6 separate regions of the Sus scrofa genome follow, and regions 1, 2, 4, 5 and 6 are each linked to region 3. A link is a contact called in public Hi-C and targeted proximity ligation data. All regions are on one chromosome and are shown on one strand. The core of a region is the stretch at or near the end of the contact, and the rest is flanking DNA. Distances in the headings are between cores, read along the strand shown. Region 1 has its middle 54 kb from the start of EPCAM. Region 2 holds the start of TTC7A (tetratricopeptide repeat protein 7A). Region 3 holds the start of CALM2 (calmodulin). Region 4 holds the start of MCFD2 (multiple coagulation factor deficiency protein 2). Region 5 overlaps TTC7A (tetratricopeptide repeat protein 7A). Region 6 holds the start of MSH2 (mutS homolog 2).

Region 1 (2,950 bases), core at 10-2,509, 130 kb before region 3:
TAAAAGAGAGATCCACCTCCTCTCAATTAGAATTCGTCCTTACAAGTGATGGATTTCACATGGGCTGTCTAGAGTTTCAACCTCCTCCATAGGCCATAAATAATTATGCATTGGAAGGGACCCCAGGACAGAATTCCATTGATCATTCTCTGGCACAGCCTAATGGTCTTCATGAGAATGGCCCGTGTGGAAAGAACTGTGTTTCCTGTGACAAGTTGTGGTCTTTGTGGCCCCGCCTGGCAAAGGGTCATAATCAAGTTGCAAGCTCCTGGCAGGTGGGGGATGCCCTTCCCGAGGCCCCCTTGCAGCTGTGGCATCTGCAGCTCACGGGCCTGCTGGTCTAACCAGGAGCAGTTTCCGGGTTTGTGTGTCTGCGTCATGTGCACCCTGCCACACTCGTGGGAAGCCAGACCCCACCCTGCTCCCCACTTGCGAGGCTGTGTGATCACATTTGTGGCAGCGCTGGCCTCTTGAAGAAGTTTCTCTTCCCAAGCTGTGTGGGTCTGCGAGGAGACACACAATTGCCTTTGTCATTTGTCCTTCCTGAGTGGGGACAAAAGCCCTTTCAGCTGCTGTGGAATGTACAAAAAGTTCTGTACTGAAGGGCTGTTGGGCCTGGCCTGGAATCCGGCAGACGGGGCTCAGACTAGGAAGCCTCTGCTTCCACCAGAAACTCCTGGGCCCGGCCCAGCCTCTGGGGCAGCCTGCTGTGTACCCGTGTGGAAGGGAGGCCCCAGAGATGCCCCCCCCCACCTGCACAGCACAGCGTGGATCCAAGTAACCTGTGACCTGCAACAACACACCCTAAGCATGGCTGAGCCGAGGTGCTGCGGGCCTGTCGAGCCAGGCTGGGCGTCAGGCATGGAGCTTTGCTGCCTCCCTCAACCCTCCCAACTCCTGAGGCTGCAATGGTGTTACCCCTGCTTTGCAGCTGGGGTGACTGGTCTTCAGAATGGGCCCCGGGGAATGCCTGCTGTGGCACAACTGGGTGGGCGGCGTCTTGGATTCGATTTCTGGCCCCAGCACAGTGTGTCAAGGATGCTGTGGCTTAGGTCTTGACTGAGGCGCAGTCTAATCCCTGGTCCAGGAGCTCCATATGCTGTGGGGCGGCCAAAAATGAAGGGGGTTAAAAAAAAGAGGGGGTGGCGGGGAGCCTGGGAGAGGACAGTGCTGAGACAGAAGAGCCAGGGCGCGAGGGGGAAGGAAGGAACTCTCACAGCTTGTGGGGAGGGCCCCAGGGCCTCAACACGGGGTGTGGACACTTTTATCTCCGGTTTAAACCAAGCAAAATAAAAATACAACCTACCCTTTGGGGGATGGGGGAAAGAACCTGCCACCACAAAACCTAAGAGTGGCACAAGTGGCCTTTTCTCATTGCTATTTACATCCCTGGGTGTTTCCACCATTGCAGAACCAGAGACTTAACACAAAGAAACCTGCTGCCAAAATACTGTGCAGTTTCCCAGGTTGCTATTGTCTGCTTTTTCTAACCAGGATCGGGCAGCTCCTAGGGTGCAGGAAGCCAACCATGGCTGAACTTTGCTCTAGTTTCAAAATGTAAATGAGCAAGTAGCAGGAGGAAGTGCCCAGAAACAGATCTGAGCTGTCAACCCCAGGGGAGCCCCAAGCGGCTACTCCCAGGGAGGGAGGAGGGAGGCCCCGGGGGAGGGCGACCCTGAAGGCTGGGAAACAGGTTTGCATGTTCGAAAGCAAATTGCCCAGGTCTCTGGGGCGGATTGCACAATCTTGCAATCTTCCAAGCAAGAGAGGAAGAAAGGAGAGCCGGGGTGTGGGGATCAGGCCAGTTTTTATACGCGATCTTGTCTAAACAAGACTCTTATCGAAGAGTAATCCTAAACGCTGGCCTTTCTTAATACCTCAGCTCCCTGGGGAATGGGTATGTGACTTTTGAGTTCCAGGAGGGGGATTAAATTGCCTCTTGGAGATGAGAGCCCCACATGAGCAGATAAGGTTGATAGAAATGGCGGGGTAGGGGGGATTCTCTTGTGTCCCATGGGGATGGTCTTCCAGATCCATTATCTTCCGCTGCACAAGGGGTGCTGGAGACAGAAGAAAGCTGATGTCTACTTACAGAGCAGCCTTTGGGGGGCGCAGCCCTGGGCTGCAGGTGCTGAGGAGGGGGTGGGAGACGGAGGAAGGGGCCTCGCTGGCTCTGCAAGGATCAGCTGAACAGGTGCAGGGCCTTAAGTTTTACTTCTATTTATTTATTTATTTTATCTTTTGTCTTTTTAGGGCCACACCCGCAGCATATGGAGGTTCCCAGTCTAGGGGTTGAATGGGAGCTGTAGCCACCAGCCTACACATGCCACAGCCACAGCAATGTGGGATCCGAGTGGCATCTGCGACCTACACCACAGTCCACATCAATGCTGGATCTTTAACCCATTGATGGAGGCCAAGGATCAAACCTGCATCCTCAAGGATACTAGTCAGATTGGTTTCTGCTGAGCCATGATGGGAACTCCTAATTTTTATTTTTTTATTTTTTATTTTTACTTTTGTCTTTTTAGGGCTGTACCTGTGGCATATGAAAGATCCCATGCTAGGGGCCAAATAGGAGCTGCAGCTGCCACCTAAGCCACAGCCATAGCAACTCCAGATCCAAGTTGCATCTGCAAACTACACCACAGCTCATGAAAATCCTGGATCCTTAACCCACTGAGCAAGGCCAGCATAGTCATGGATACTAGTCAGGTTCATAACCGCTGAGCCATGAAGGGAACTCCTAAGTTTTAAAGCTCGATTAAATCACTATAATGTGCCTCACACCCTGTTGCATGCTCCAGAAAAAAAACTCAAGTAGTTGACATATAATTAAATGTGTAATTAGTCTACCAAGTTCACAGCACCAAGATAGTGTTAGGGAAGGAACTATCACTGTAGGAGAGGCAGGCAACTGCCCAGGGTTGGGTGGGAAGGGATTAGATTC
Region 2 (2,849 bases), core at 108-2,607, 220 kb after region 3:
AAATTAAAGGGCTGAGTACAGTGCTTAGGACACTGACATACAGTGCTAGCTAAGCGCCTTCCACAGGCTGGGTGGTCTTTAAAACTCTTTATATCTGTATTAACTCCCTGCCGTCTTCTATCAAGGCTCTGAAGTGGCTGTGCCAAAGAGAGGGTTCAGGGATGGCTCTCCAGGCTGAGCTCAAGGCACCAGGAACAAGATTTGAGGTTGGAGACTGGGGCGGGGTGTTCCCCCTCTGCCACATCAGGGTGCTTTCCCGCCCCAGCGCTAGAGCCCAGCCTGCCAAAACAGCCTACTGCTAAAGCCACCGACTGCCAGGCCTAGATGGCTCGCGAGTTGGAAGAGAGAAGAGGAAACTGAGGCTTACCAGGCCTCTTTCCCGCTTTTCCACCACCCCACCCTGGCGCTGGTCAAGCCCCTAGCCATACAGAGCTTCGCCGTCAATTTGACTCGGGGAAAGGAGGAGAGGGCAAGGAGCGACAGCCTACACCTGATAGTTCAGAACCAGAATGCGGGTTGGAGGAGCGGCGCAAAAGCCTAGCCCATGCCGTGATCTGATACGTGCCAACACCACCATTTCACAGTAGTCGGAGTAGCCCACAACGATCCGAGAGGGCAGAACGCAAAAGCCGTTTACTTCTTTCCTCCCAAACTCCCTGCACGTGAGTTTTCTTCTGGGGCAGAAGTACCTTCCTAACGACTCTGGCTGCTGCTAAGAGAGGCACTGAAGGAAGGGTAATACCGAAAGCAGCCATCGCCGGCCCCAGGCAGTCGGGGCCGCTTCCTGGAGGAGGCGGCGCATTTCGCGCGCTCCGCGTCTGTGAACCAGCCCCTTCCCTCACTCACCGGTGTCCAGAGAGGTGAACGTGGCGTTCGGGCTGGCTCGCCGGCCGCCTCCGCCGCCGGGCACGACTAGCGTCTGCATCTGCCGGACCAGCTCAGGCATGCGGTCCCAATGGCCTTCGGCGCGGCAGCGCTCCAGCTCGCTCTCCATCTTCAGGTGGGAGCTGTGCGGGCCCTTCGCAGCCATCTTCGAGCGGGTGCTGTCATGGGAGGTGCAGCCGAGAAGTGGAGACCCGGCCGGGGGCGGCGTCCGGGCTGGGGCGCACACGCGGGCGGTGTCGACGGGGGCGCGAGGGGCTGCTGGGGCCCAGGTGGCAGCGGGGGCCCGGGCGGCGCGGGCGGGCAGCAGCCGCAGCACCCAGCGCACCGCCCGGCGTCTCCGGACTGGGGCTCCGGCTGTGCGGCCCCGCGCGTCCAGGAGCAGCCTCCGCCTTTGCTGCAGCAGCTCCTGCCGCCTCTGCCGCCGCCGCCGCTGCAGCTGCTGCCACAGCCCCGCCCCAGGCCCGGGCGCCGCCAGCTGCAGACCCGCCCCCGGCCGCGGCTCCACCCCCGAGGGGGCGTGGCGCGGCCTCGGCGAGACGGGCGCGCGGGCGGCCAACGCGGCCACAGCCGCCAGGCGCGCGCTGGGCGCTCGCGGCCGCACGGGCGCCAACCCCCTGCTGCCGCCGCCACCGCCGACTCGCCACTCACTTTAATGCTGCGCGGAGCAGGGGCACCTGGGGGCGCCTTGCTTCCTTCCCCCTCCCCATCCCTTCGGGGCTCTTGGCCTGGGAGACCCCCGCCCCGACGACCCAGCTTTGTGCGGTGACTCCGTCACCGGGTCTGTCTTCGGCACGTCACAAATCCGGAGAGAGGCGGGCCGCCCAGTCGCTCCCAACTCTGAAAGCGAGCCTCCCCGGGGGGCCGCCGGCAGCGGCCCGGGTCCCGCCTTGCTGGGCCGCGCGAGCCTCGCGCGCCACCCCGGGGGCACTCGGGAGAGCGGTTGCCTGCCCGCGACTCCACACGGAGAGACTTGTACGTTCCTTTAAGAGCCGAGTTCCTCTTTCCAACCTGTCTCCCCCCACCCCAACTGGCTGGCCTGTCCTCCGCAGAATCCTGTTGTCCTGGATTTCTTAAAGTTTTTAAACTGTTTCTCCAACTCTGTATTTACTTTATTTCTTAATTCCGGCGTCTAAAGACTGTGATCAAAGCTGTATCGAGCTCTTAGCAGGGCTTAGCCGGGTGCTGTGGGTACTAAGGAGTTCAAAGGATTACTGGGCGGCCTGGAAGGAAGAGGCCGACGGACACCCTCTGCTGAGATCGGTTATGGTGGCCCAGCGACCGCTGCTGACAGTCCCGTGTGGGGAGGGAGGCCGTGGCACAGGAAATCACGGCAATACCAAAACGACAAAATAAAACTCTTTAACAGAGTGCAAGGCACAGACCGAAGGTTCCAGAAGGCGGGAGAATCCGAGCAAGCTTTTAAGCTTTTAAAACTTAAGTTTTAAGTTTAAACCCCTAAGAGTTAGAAAGTGTCCACCTTTTTCCCCAACACTACCTAACACAACCTTGGGAGTGAGCCTGACCATTCGCAGTGTTATGAGAGACTCACTGCTTTGTGCTTCTCGACGACTCCAACCATGGGCGATTCTTGTCAAGGGAAGCTCAGACTCCCACGCCCTTTGCCTCTGGAGCCACAAGGGCTGCTGTTGAAGGCAGCCGTCCTGCCCTGCCTCACCCCTGACTCCCTCCACGAGTACTCTCTTCTCTGGGCTCTGAAAGAAACTCCATTCCTTACTTGGGGGGCAGAAGTGCTCAGTTGCCTGCTGCTCTGAGCACCTGGAGACCAGGAGAGAGAGGAAGGAAAATGAGGACAGCTCTGGCGGTTGACTTAGTTTGCACAAACTCCACGCCTGTTCCTCTCAACTGCTCTAGCTGGCTTTTGGTTACCCTTTGGCTGCCCTTGTTGGTCACCAGAACTGGATTTCACTTGGAGAGAGCAATGCATGTCCTTTGGGGAGGGTGGC
Region 3 (3,214 bases), core at 481-2,980:
AATAGCAAAAAAAAACCCCACAAAACAAAACAAAGTTTCAAAAATTAAAAATTTCATGTGTCATGAAATGAACATAAAATTTACTATCTTAACCATTTTTTTTTTTTTTTTTAATCATGCCAGGGGCATACAGAAGCTCAGGGGCAGGGGATCAGACCCTTGCACAGCCGTGACCCATGCTGTGACAGTGCCAGATTCTTAACCTGCTGAGTCCTCAGGGAACTCCCAGTCTCAACCATTTTAAAGTGTAGAGTTCAGTGGTAGAGTATATTCATAGTATTGTGCAACCATGGCCACCATCCATCCCCACAACTCTTTTCATCTTGTCAAACCAAAGCTCTTATCTATGTCCATGAAACAATAATTCCCCATTCCCCCTTTCCACAGCCCCTGACAACCATTCTTCTGTTTCTGTGATTTTGACTATTCTAAGTACCTCATATAAATGGCATCATACGGTATTTTTCTTTTTTGTGACTTACTTCACTTAATATCCTCAAGGTTCATCCATGTTATGGTATATTGCAGAATTTTTCTGGCTGAATAATATTCCATTGCTGTAGCCACAGATGTTACCACACTTTGCTTATCCTTTCATCCAGTGATGGACATTTGGGTTGCTTCCACATTTTAGCTATCGTGAATAATGCTATGAAACATGGGTGTACCAATAGCTTTCAAGATTCTGCTTTCCGTTTTTTTGGGTATATATACCAAGAAGTAGAGTTGCTGGATCATATGGTAATTCTATTTTTAACTTTTTAAGGAACTGCCATATCCTTTTCCACAGTGGCTGTACCATTTTACATTCCCACCAACAGTGCAAAAGGGTGCCAATTCCAAAGAGCTAACTTTTATGTGGATTTAAAAATGCTCACTTAAATGAGAGGTTAGAGACTCAAAAGGGCAAATTCACTATGAAATTCACCAAGACCATATATATTATGGCTTTATTACAATTAAACCAACCCTGTGCCAGGTTCTTTAACATTTTATCTGAACGCTAATCTGTATATGATTTTAATTCTTACAGTAATCTTTCAAGTAGGTATTATAACCTCTATTTTATAAATGAAGCTAAAGATTAAATGACCCATCCAAGGTTATACCTCTAAGTGGCTAAAACAATACTCATAACGAAGGTCTCACTCCAAGTCAGAACCCTATTATTCCACAATATCAAGGGGTTATTGAGAGTGACTAGTTTCACAGAATCTCGGATGCTGTTGTTTCTGAGTGACTTTTTTTTTTTTTTTTTCTGGTAAATTACCCCTGATACTGAAGGAAAGTATACACGGAAGATTCTTTCAGATTAATCAGCTGAGCAGCTGCGTTCGGCCTTACCCACATTTTCATGGGTTTGACACGGAATGTGGCCTCCATGAGGCCCAAATACAAGGCTGAGGAGGTGGGCGCGGGGTACGGGTTTCCCTGGGTCTTGTAGCTTCATTCTTTATTGGCTTAGGGTGTTTTCGTAGACCCCTACACAAGGGGCGGGAATGTGTGTGACTGCGGCGGGGAAGGATGGGCGGAGGAGGAAGACTATCCAGCCAAGCGCAAGGGAGACGACTCCGCCGCCTGGCGCAGTTGCCAGGACAGCGCGGCCTGAGCAGCAACGGCAGCAGCCACACCGCGTCCCGGCGGCGGCAGCGAGCCCTAGTGACGCATTGCAGGTACGAACCAGCCAATCAGAGACCGGTTCAACGACCATCGGGGTGCAGGTCGCCACCACTATGCTCTTCCGCGCCGCAAAGTAGTGCCCTTAGGCTCGACTCCACCAGCCCTTCAACGGCTCGCGAGGGAATGAAACCCATTTACGTCATCTGTTCGCCCCTTCCCTTTATCTCCTGAATCCTCGACCACATAACTGTGGATAAAGTGGTCTCGAGAGAAGTTGGAGGGGAGGGGGTTGGCCGGGACTCGTTTGTGATGTTCCGTTATCTGGTGTGCGGCGGAGGGATTTGGCGGAGGGAGGTGTTTATGAGGCGCTGGGGGCGGAGGAGGAGAATTAGTCCGAGTGGAGCGAGCGAGCTGAGTGGTTGTGTGGTCGCGTCCCGGAGACCGGTAGCGCTTGCAGCATGGTGAGTGCGTCGCTAATCTGCCGGCGCTCGACCTGTGGGGGAAGAGGCCGAAGCGAATTGACGAAAGCAGGGGAACTCGCTTCCTAACACTCTCCAGGGATGGTCTTCTCCAGGGGGATGGCGCGCTAGAGGCTGGGGGCGCCGGCGGCGGTTGTGTCGCAGGTGCTACCCCACCCCCATTTTCTTCAGGGAGGTGTCCCCTGGTGTGCTGGGGTCCAGGCCTACTGCCCCCGGGGCCGCGGAACTCCTCAGGGGCTGGCCTGGACGAGGATGGAGCCGGGGCTGGGGGCAGCCCGGCACCCAGGGGGAGGCGAGAGCGGGAGGGTGGGGGTTGCGGGAACACAGAAGCCTTGAGTCGGGCATCTTGAAAGGTCAGCCCGGGGCCGGATTCAAAAGCCCAACGGACGGTTGCTGCGGGCGCCAGGAAGCGTCTTTGTCCGCTTGCGGCCGCCATGCGCCGAGGGGGCGGGCGGGAGCGCGCGAGGCCCGGGGCGAGCGCCCGCGCCGACGTTAGCCCGCGGCCCCCGCGTGCCGGGCCGGGAGGGGCGGGGGGCGAGCGAGCGGGCGGGCGGGCCGTGTGGGCCGAGCCCGCGCGGCGCGGGGAGCGGCCGGGGGCGGGGCTGCGGGCGCGGGGCTGGAGCCGCAAGCCACCGCCCGCTCGCCCGCCCGGCTCGGCTCAGCTCGCGCCCCAGCTGCTGCGCTGGCACCTGCAGGGCTGCGGAGGTCCGGGCTGCCCGCGGTGCTGCGGGGCAGGCGGGTCGGGCAGGAGTGGGGGAGGGAGAGCTTGGCGGTTTCCCTCCCCGCTGGCAGCGCGAAGGAAGCTTGTTGAATCTTGATCTTCCTACTCCATCTGGGCCCTGGGGCCTAATTCCACCCCCCGACTGGACACTTAAAAAAAAAAATTTTTTTTTAAGCGGTGCTGTCGTTGAAGAAACGGCTTTATTAAGTCAGGCGCAGCTTTGCACTGCGTATCTTGTTAGAGAAAGCCGGAGACTCCAGCCAAGGTCTATAAGACGTTTCCCAGTCACCTACCTAAAGCCAGCCCCGGGGTGACTGCTGTTCGGTTGTGAACGTCTGGTCTTATCCTTCTGTGACAATTGGAAGGGTGCCTTTGAGAAGGGTCCCCGTCCTCT
Region 4 (3,214 bases), core at 225-2,724, 250 kb after region 3:
AGTAGCAGTTATCCCGATCAACTTGCAGGGCCCTGATCTCCTAAAGCAGACTGCAGGGAGTGTTCTGGGATCATCTACTTAATCACTTTCTTTCTCTGTCTCTCCCTTTCTGGATCCAGGCTCACATGAAAATGACTATGTAGGAGTTGCCGTCGTGGCTCAGCGGTTAACGAACCTGACTTGCACCCATGAGGACGTGGGTTCGATCCCTGCCTTGCTCAGTGGGTTAAGGATCAGGCATGAGGTGTGGTATAGGTTGAAGATGTGTCTCGTATCTGGCATTGCTGTGGTGTAGGCCAGTGGCTTCAGCTCCCATTGGACCCTAGCCTGGGGAACTCCATATGCCTCAGGTGTGGCCCTAAAAAGACTGAAAAAAAGAAAAAAAAAAAAAAGATTATGTATCTTTATGGGCACAAATGGGAGAAGGAATTTTAAAAATGACAGTCCTACATTCACTTACCCATCTGATCAATAACTATTCACTGAACAGTCTTGTATAGGAGAAAAGGTATAAGGGCAGAATCATATGGGGCTTATCTGTTTGTTTCCTTTGTTAGTGGGTCAGTTTTTTGGGAGTGCTTTTTCCTGTCTTGAATGATGACTGATTTCACAAACCGCACAGGTAAAGTGGTATTTGAACTGGGCTGCCCATAAAATCTTGGTGGGACTCATATACGAGTGAATGTGTATTGTAGAAGATGCAGCTTGCAGAATGGAGCAATCAGAGGCTGCACGTAGGCCAGTCTTGGAAACGAGGGATCCAAGGCCAGCTCCAGTGTTTTTGGCTGTTTCATCATGAGAAGAATTAAAATTCCTTACTGCTGACTAAAAGAAAAACGTACAACATAGAAGTTGTGAGTTAAAAGTTTTATTAAGGGAACTTACTGGGGACTATAGTGGAGGAGACAGCTTCTCGGCTCTGAGGATCTGCTCTCAAGAGGTAAGGAACAAGCTAGGATATATATGAACTCTTTTGAGGGGAAAGACATCTAGTCAAGCATCAAAAGATTGCTGCTAATCGCAAAGAACAGACATCTCAAATTAATGCTTTTAGTGTCATTCTATGAAAGAGAAGATGCAAGAATATGGGGTCAGTTGAGAATTTTCCTTAGAGATACAGCTTAACTGAAGCCAGTATATCTATAGTACAGAATGTTTCCTGTTTTTCTCCATTCTGAATTCCCCTCAGGGCACACGGTGGGTGGGCAAGTACAGTGGCTCATGGCTTGATCCTCGGCGAACAGGACTGGCAGGCAACATTTTTTCTTTATACTATTATACTTCCCAACTTGCAGTCAGAGGAATGCAGGGACCTGTAAATGTGGAGGTGGAACCAAAAGCCAGTTTTGGCGCCCACCCCGTCGCATTAGCCATCATTTCTCTCTGGGGGGCTTCCTGCATTGCCTAGCAACCTGTCAGGACTCTGGGGGTTCAGATAGCCCAACGCAGGTCCCCACCATCCTCACCCTCTGGAGGGTGGGCAGAAGAAATGCCTCCGCCTGACCTTTACCGGGCCACGGTCCGTTACACGTGGAATCGCCCCAGCGGCCCGCACTACACCAGCGGAGCAGGGGAGGGGCTTCACGGCGCCAATGGGCGGGCAGAAGGGGCGCGCGTGCGCACAGCGGACGGGGAGTGGGGCGGGGCCAGGGCCAGGGAAAAGAGTTCTGAGGACCGGGGCTGTCGAGGCTCACGCCGGGGTGCTTCGCTTTTGCGGAAAGCTGTTTGGCAGCTGGTGGCAGAGAGGGTGAGTGAACCACGGGACAGTCGTGATCTGGCTGCGGCCTGTGAGGCCTGTGACCCGACCTTGGAGGAGGAGATCCGTGGGGCGGGCCTCAGGGGTCCTCAGCAAGGCGCGATCCCGGCGTCCTTCAAGGATCCCGGGGCTTCGGGCTCAGGTTGGGAGACAGGAGCGGCCTGGCTGCGGGTCTCGGACCCGAGCCGCCTCGAGAAGATAGCTGACTAGGAGAAGAGCCTCTTCCCGGGGAGAAGCCGCAGGGGCGATAAGCCTAATGGGCGCGGCCAATCTGCCGTGACCTGCGCGCGCGGGCCTGAGTCTTTGCTCTCCGTCTGCCCCTGGTACTCCGTCTCCCTCCGGGGGAGACAAATAAACAGGTCCTGTTGGGCTGGCGAGCTTGGCCACGTTGTGCCAGGGGAGTGGGGGAGGCGGGGGAACTTTGTATTCCCCTCTTGTATTTTTTGTCTGGTATGGCACCGCCATCCACCTGATTGCACAAGCCGGAAACCTGGGCGTCCTTCTCGTCCGCTGCACCCTTTACCCATCCACATCGAATCCATCGCAAATCTCTGGATACACCCACTTCGTCACACCCAGTCCCTCTGCTCTAGCTGGTTCAGGCCACCATCATCTCTCCCCTGGACTTCCTTGGTAGCTTCCTGACTAGCTCCCTGTATCTCCTTTTTCCTCTGTAGTTTGTTATGTACTGGAAAGCCAGAGTGATGGTTTTAAAACACAAAAAAGTCACCAGACCTACTCACTCTTCCCTTACTGCCTTTCTGTGAATTCCCATTGCTCTTTCAAGCTCTTGGACGGGCTTATGAGACCCCTCATGACCTTTCCTCTTTTTGCTTTAGTCTGTCGCATCTATCTCCACTATACTGTGTTTTCAACCACATTGAACCATTTTTGGTTCTCAGATTGGACATTCTTTTGGGCTTAGGCTAGAAGGCTAAGACTTGTTATGTCATTCCCTCTGCCAGAGGTGTTGTCCTTTAATTGAAGAAATCCTCTTTCATGTATTAATCCAGGTGTGGATTGGGGCTTCTGTGGTATCCTACAGCTGACTTATTTACTCTCTCTTTTCCCACCAGGCTGAAATCTGTGGGACAGGAGCCAGTCTGGGTCACAGTCCTATCCTCAGAACCTGTCAGCACCAGGCTTCTAGTAAAGCGTGTTAATTAAATGTATAAGTGGAGTTCCTGTCATGGCTCAGTGGTTAACGAATCCGACTGGAAACCATGAGGTTGCGGGTTTGATCCCTGGCCTGGCTCAGTGGGTTAAGGATCCGGCGCTGCCATGAGCTGTGGTGTAGGGTCGCATGGGAACCTCCATATGCTGCGGGAGTGGCCCTAGAAAAGGCAAAAAGGCCCCCCCCCCAAAAAAAGATTAAATGTGTAAGTGAAGCATGGCAGCTCCCTGGGTCTCCAAATGAACAAGTAGATCAAGTTATTGAATGTCTGCTTTTTCAGAACC
Region 5 (3,165 bases), core at 382-2,881, 170 kb after region 3:
CTGGCACAGTTACCCCTTCCTTTCCTGGCCATTTGACCTCCAGGATCCCACTGACTTAGCCTTTACAAAGTGCCTACTGTATACCAAGAGCCTGGATACTGTATACCAAGTGTCCTGTTCTCAGCAGGCTTTCAATTAATTCAGGGGGAATGAATTAAGAGACCAAACGAGTGAATGAATAGCTCATTCACAGCCCTGCACAGTCTATAAAATTAGCCATGCTCTTGATTTATCCAAGAGCTTGGTAAAATGTTTTGCATACAGTAGGTGCACAACCAATGTTTTGTGGAATGCGGGATTTGGTTGCATTTGAAACAGAGAAGGAAAAAGTGTGTGGAATTTTTCATTGAATGGAACCTAAACAGACTCTGGCACGTACAACCCTGGCCAGAAGCCCCCATCTCAGGGCTGGCACTGCTCATTGTGTATGAGAGGTTTCCAGCCAAAGGCCCAGAAACGCACAGCCAGTTGGCAGATCCCAACGGCTGGAGGGCTGAGTCAGGAGACAAGCTCAGGTGAAGTTCAAACGGTTAGCAAGTTCGTCCCTCCTGCTACAGACCCGCATCATCAGTTCAAAACCTAAAGCTCTCCTCTTTACTCGCAGCCGCAGAAAGAGGCGGTGACATTTCTTTTGCAGGGCCCTGAGGACGTACAGGCAAGGGGACCTTTCTAGTGAGGTGGGGGCGGTACGGGCAATGAAGGCTGTGCATTGAGAGGCTAGAAGGATGCTTTCTTCGATGGGCCTCCAAAGTCTCCCTGTGCCCAAAGCCTGACAGGGACCACCAGACTCTCCTGGGCTTCGCTGCTGGGTGATTCTGGTCCCTGAATGCCCCTTCAAGCAGTCTGTCTCCTGCCCTCCCCCCGGTCCCCCCCCAACTGCTGATACTGGGTGGTTGCTGAGAATAAAAATTACTGCTGACTGAACACACCCCTCAGGGGGTCACACCCAACAGCAGGCTGGGCCGTCTAAGGTGCCCCCTCCACACACACACACACACAGCAGAAAGGAAAAGTGTTTTCATAAAGCTGCACACCCTGCCAAGCCCTGGGGAACTCCCTCAGAAAACACACACTCCCTTCTCTATTGTTTGGTTTTGGTACAATGAGCACCTACTGCTTTAGTAATTAAAAAAGAATTTTTATTTTTAAAGAACATGCACAAAACACACAGCCCACCTAGTTCAACACACTTGGCTCAAGCTCACTCCCGGCCCTGAGCCAACCATGGGTTCTGCAGGTCCAGGGAGAAGCAAAGGGAAAAAACCACCCCAAAGACAGATGGCCCCTTGCCCGTTCTAGGGGAGAGAGCCAAGCCGGCTCAGGCTCACGTTCTTTTCTTGGGAAATGCCCGGAGCCTTGGTCCTAGGGAGGTCGGGTCACCAAGAGCTTTGCTGGCATTGCATCGCTGCCAGCCTCTCGTGCTGCGTCACCCCCACAGCTGCATCATGTGAAAGAGAACCAAGCCTCTCCTACAGCCAGGACCCTGAGCCCAGCTGCCACTGCCACCGCCCCCAACTCCCCCCACCCCTGTCTCCTCTCCCAACAGAAAGGTGCCTCCTCCAACAGACAGGTGCGGTAGCTGGCAACCGCAGAACTGCCTGGGGTGAGGCTCAACCAGAGTCCATGGCTGCCCTCTGGTGGCGGCGAGGGGAAGTGGACCCCAGGTATCCCGGGTCCCTGCCTTTGGGGAGGGGCCTCCCAACTCCTGACGGTCAGGAAGTACTTGCAATCCCAGGTCAGTTAGGGACCCTGCCATCAGCCACAGAGCAAGCGGCAGGAGTTGTCTGAGGGAATGAACTACTGGATCAAGAGGACAAGGTCCTTGGAAAAAATGAATGTCCCTCAGACAGTGAATGAGTAAGTGGCAGCCAGGTCTCACTGAAGCCCAGAATTAAAGGAGCAGCAGTGCCCGGAGGCCGAGCAAACATCACCACATAGTGCAGGGCAGAACACCACACCCTTTAAATTATGTCAAACCTCAACTGCAGGGACCTTGGGAGCAGGCCCTGCTTGTGGCCATCTGGCCCCTGGGGCTGAGTGCCCCACACTCAGAAGGAGCTCCTCCGGCCCCTCTGGGGACTGGGTCCACCCCCTGCCCACGGGGGGAATGAGCTCAAGCCCTCAGACTCTAGCCCAGAAACAGGTCCCCCCATCTCCTCCTGTCCCTTAAGCCGTCAGGGACCTCTTCTACGGCCCAGCAACGCCCAAGCCCGGGGGTGGGAGGAGGCCCACTGCACCAGCCCCCAGGATGAACTGTCTCCTTAGATCCAGCCTGTCCCAGGCAGCAGCAGGACCCCACCTCTCTGCCCTCTCTTCCTCTGGCACAGAGCGCTGGCTCCTATGCAGTCAGCGCCCCACTGGGATGTGAGCCCCTTAAGGAAGGTTGGTCATCATCCTGCCCTGGGATGGGGCGGGGGCCTGGGACGTGAAGGGCTGGGCTCTTCCCACCCCACACACCCCCTCCAAATGCATGCACACACACACACACACACACACACACACACGTGCTGGGCCATGAGCTCTCTGAACACAGAGAAGGGTTTCTGCCCCTTCCCAAACACCTCAAGAGCCCAGGTAAGAGAGGGTGAATTTAACCAGCAGAAGTGGCTCTGGAGCCCTTGAAAAGACTTCAGAGCTGCCCTAGCAAACGTGACCCATATCAAGTGTCTGCGGACCAATCTCACCCTGACCTCCTGCCTCTCGTACCTTGGGCTCAGACAGAGGTTCTCAGGTTGGGGTGATTTTACCCCTGGACCCCACCCTAGGACCTATCTCAATGGAGACATTTAGTTGTCACACTCAGGGCCGGGGGAATCTGCTAACTTCTAGGGGATAGAGGCCAGGGATGTCGTTAAAACCTACAATCTATAGGACAGGCCCCCACAATGAAGGGTATCAGCTCGAAATATCAACAGTGCTGAGGCTGAAAAATCCTGGGCTGGAGATCGTGGAAACGAAGCCAACTAGTAACCATGAGGTTGTGGGTTCGTCCCTGGCCTCGATCAGTGAGTTAAGGATCCTGCGTTGCCGTGAGTTGTGGTGTAGGTCACAGAGGAGTTTTGGATCCCACGTGGCTGTGGCTGTGGCGTAGGCTGGTGGTTGCAGCTCTGATTCACCCCCTAGCCTGGGAACTTCCATATGCCGCGGGTGTGGCCCTAAAAAAAA
Region 6 (3,083 bases), core at 495-2,994, 210 kb before region 3:
AAAAACGAAAAAATTAAGTGAAAGAAGTCATTCACAAAAGACCAATATTATAAGCAAATCTAGAGACAGAAAGCAGATTAGTGGTTGCCTGGGTTTAGAAGACAGGTGGAAAAGGGGAATTGACTGCCAATGGATACAGGGTTTCCTTCAGGACTCAAATGAAATTTAGCCTTCATATAATGCCTTTTTTTTTTTTTCTTTTGGCTTTTCTGGCCGCACCCTTGGCATATGGAAGTCCAAAGGCGAGGGGTGTAATGGGAACTACCGCTGCCGGCCGACGCCACAGCCACGCCAGATCCAAGCCACGTCTGCGACCTAGACCACAGTTCACAACACCAGATACTTAAACCGCTGAGCGAGGCCAGGGAACCAAACCTGGATCCTCACGGATACTAATGGGATTCGTTTCCCACTGCACCACAACAGGAACTCCCGCAGTTCCCGTCATGCCCAGTCATGGGCAATCCTGCCTCTATGCCTCTTCAGCAACTTGCTGTGGATCATCCTCCACAGTTCTTGACCTGGAATTGGAATTATTTCTGCCTTGCTCTCCACTAGGGGGAGCTCTGTGAAGGCGGGGATATGGTACTGCCTTTCCATCTAGGTACCCCTGGTGTCCATAACCCTGCCTGATACCGGCAGCACTCAATGAATGTCTACCTAATGAAAGAACATCTTTTGTCAGTAACATCCCATCTGCATGTGGCAGAGGCAGTACTATGTCTTATTCCTCCTAGAATGTTCATTCCATTATCACAACGCAGGCAGGGGAAAAAAAAGATTAACAAAAACATCGAGAACATCTAACTCACAGAGGCTGAGAAGTTTGTAGCTTTCCAGGGAGAGAGATGTTAGAAACATAAGGACGGGTCATGGAAGGCACTGAATGCCGAGAGGAAGCACAGACATACTGGACTAGCCCGAGGCCACACAGCTAGTAAGTGGAGGGGCCGCAACTTGACTCTAGGCAATCTGGCTCCAGGGTCCGAGGTCCTGACCACCTGGCGATACCGCCTATCAACAGCAGACACTACAGAACCCTGCGCTGAAGGGCGGTATAAACCACATTCGCCCAACAAGCAAAATCACGTTGGTGACATAAAACGGTCTTCCCAAACCCCTTCTATTCTAAATCTCACTCCTGGAATGGAATTTGTGATAAAGAGGTTTGGCGGCGGTGTGCGATGAGATTCCCCTGGGCCAAGGAGGGGCCCGGGCCGAGAAGCAGACACCCACGCCAGCTGCAGGAAAATTAAATAGAACAATGTGTTAAAACGCCTCGAAGCCTGGCAACCTAGTGATTGTTATAGTTCCCATTCAGGACAGCTGCAGAGGGGCAGACCCAGGGCAGACGGTGGGTGGCGCCCCACTCGACCAGGAGCAAGCGCAGTGCCCCACGAAGCGCCAAAGTCCCCGCCCCAGTGCCTCCCCACCTCCCACTTCCTGAAAGAAGCCCCCTCCGCGGGGTTCCCCCAGAGCCCATGCGGTCCGCGCCCTCACCTGCCGGCCCCATGAACTTGACCACCCCCTGGGTCTTGAACACCTCCCGGGCAGCTAGGAGTGCGTCCTCGCCGTGCGCGGTGTAGAAGTCGCCCCGGTCGAAAAGGCGCACCGTGGTGGTCGGCTTCTCAGGCATGCCCTGGAAGAAGCGCACGAAGCCGATCTCGGCTGCGCTCTCCAGCTGCAGTGTCTCCTTCGGCTGCACCGCCATTTCGGAATCTCTCTGCCAACAGCCTGAGGGAACTGCACGACCCCGCACCCACTAAGCTGTTTCCCGCCTCCCCTCCCTCGCCCCCCGTGCGGCGTCCAGCCTCTGCGGAGGTACCCAATCAGCATTCAGCGCTGTATTTCGGTGGGTGGGAGTGCGCCGTGACAGCCAATCATAATCGGACGCGGCCCAGCTTCCCGCGCACGCTGGTGACTCTGTCTACTGCGCATGCTTGAGCCTAGGTCGAGCGCCGACCCTGCCAGAAGCCCATCCTTTAAAGAGTTCAGTTCTCCGGGTTTTCTCCGTGCTTGAGCAAGGAACCAGGTGGAGAGATAACTAGATTAGAAGACCAGGTGGGACATTCTGGCAGGTTTTGAATATATTATCTGCCCCGGAAGCAAGAGCATGAAATCAGAAAGAAACTTGAAAACAAGGAAAACCTAGCCTTCCACTCTATCGGTATTTTTTTTAGACCTGTGCCCCTCTCTCCAATCGCGTCCCTTTTCCTTTTCAGGCAAAACTGCCTACATCAATATTAGAGGTTTCTTCTCCACAACCTCCCTACTGCTCCGTACTAGCCTAATTCTCATGTCGTCCGTTCCTTAATTGATTCATTCAATCAAAAACTTAAGACCTACTGTGTTCCAGACTTCTAGGATCTGAGGAAAGAAAAAAGCCACTGCCTTAGTTGAGCTTATATTCTAATGAATGGATTCAGATAATACACTAAGTAAACTTGCAGCAAGTAAACTGTTAGAAGATAACGTGTTTAGGTGAAAAATAAAAATGGATCAGTGTTTTTTGTTGTTGTTCTTTGTTTTTTAATGTTGAACAAAGACTTGGAGATCAGAATATGTCCTGCATAGTAAGCTGCCTTACAAAAGCTATTGCACTCTCCTGTTTGGCTCACCATCCACCCAGAAAAGCAGTCCCCAAACCCTGATTCAGCAGCACAATTACCCTGGGGGCTTTTCAGAGGCGTTCTGGGGCCCCGCCCACATATAATGGGTTGGAATTTTGGAAGATGGGGTCTTGAGATGTTTCAAGAAAGCTCCCTGGACGCTCTGGACCACTGGCCTGTTAAAATTCAAATAGCTTCAGAAGTAGAGGAAGTTTGAACCATTTGACTGCTGACTATATTTCCCACTCCCTGCAGTGCCCCCTGTTCTTACCCCAACTCTTTGATCTGGAGCAATCATCTTCCTTCCCTTTCAACACATGTGGCTCCAACACAGACTTGTCCCTCTGCTCTGGAAGGGCCCTGCCCTGCAGTCCCCCAGGTGTAATTGGTTCTGTTACCTTCTGGAGTACCATTGTAGTTACATCTCTATTATAATATTTGCAGCATTGGTTTAGACATATCTGTTCGCCTATC

Evidence for each region. Hi-C and Micro-C count contacts between places; a contact is called where the count stands out from the background.
Region 1: a targeted proximity ligation map of alveolar macrophages shows a contact between it and region 3. A contact is called at or near these places in 1 of 5 promoter capture datasets (liver), 7 of 47 Hi-C or Micro-C datasets (alveolar macrophages, blood, embryonic fibroblasts and 3 more) and 2 of 2 datasets of targeted methods (alveolar macrophages and skeletal muscle).
Region 2: a targeted proximity ligation map of alveolar macrophages shows a contact between it and region 3. A contact is called at or near these places in 3 of 5 promoter capture datasets (fetal liver, fetal skeletal muscle and liver), 1 of 47 Hi-C or Micro-C datasets (embryonic fibroblasts) and 2 of 2 datasets of targeted methods (alveolar macrophages and skeletal muscle).
Region 4: a contact with region 3 is called in a targeted proximity ligation map of alveolar macrophages. A contact is called at or near these places in 2 of 5 promoter capture datasets (fetal liver and liver) and 2 of 2 datasets of targeted methods (alveolar macrophages and skeletal muscle).
Region 5: a targeted proximity ligation map of alveolar macrophages shows a contact between it and region 3. A contact is called at or near these places in 1 of 5 promoter capture datasets (liver), 9 of 47 Hi-C or Micro-C datasets (alveolar macrophages, blood, brain and 5 more) and 2 of 2 datasets of targeted methods (alveolar macrophages and skeletal muscle).
Region 6: a Hi-C map of alveolar macrophages shows a contact between it and region 3, with 2.6 times the contacts expected there. A contact is called at or near these places in 1 of 5 promoter capture datasets (liver), 3 of 47 Hi-C or Micro-C datasets (alveolar macrophages, embryonic fibroblasts and epiblast stem cells) and 1 of 2 datasets of targeted methods (alveolar macrophages).

What each region holds. Positions count from the first base shown.
Region 1 is chr3:93,237,457-93,240,406 of Sscrofa11.1, forward strand. No RefSeq gene overlaps it. Among named protein-coding and RNA genes, the nearest start is that of EPCAM, 54 kb to the left of the region's middle.
Region 2 is chr3:93,590,625-93,593,473 of Sscrofa11.1, forward strand. TTC7A (tetratricopeptide repeat protein 7A) reads right to left here and starts at 1,358. Exons shown (of 20, transcript XM_021087552.1): 1 at 847-1,358. The coding sequence starts at 1,030.
Region 3 is chr3:93,370,035-93,373,248 of Sscrofa11.1, forward strand. It overlaps CALM2 (calmodulin), which reads left to right and starts at 1,731. Exons shown (of 6, transcript XM_003125163.4): 1 at 1,731-2,081. The coding sequence starts at 2,079.
Region 4 is chr3:93,619,447-93,622,660 of Sscrofa11.1, forward strand. MCFD2 (multiple coagulation factor deficiency protein 2) reads left to right here and starts at 1,475. Exons shown (of 4, transcript XM_021087556.1): 1 at 1,475-1,747. The coding sequence starts at 1,490.
Region 5 is chr3:93,540,865-93,544,029 of Sscrofa11.1, forward strand. The region is part of intron 5 of TTC7A (tetratricopeptide repeat protein 7A); the gene reads right to left. Among named protein-coding and RNA genes, the nearest start is that of TTC7A, 50 kb to the right of the region's middle.
Region 6 is chr3:93,161,812-93,164,894 of Sscrofa11.1, forward strand. MSH2 (mutS homolog 2) reads right to left here and starts at 1,745. Exons shown (of 16, transcript NM_001195357.1): 1 at 1,501-1,745. The coding sequence starts at 1,711.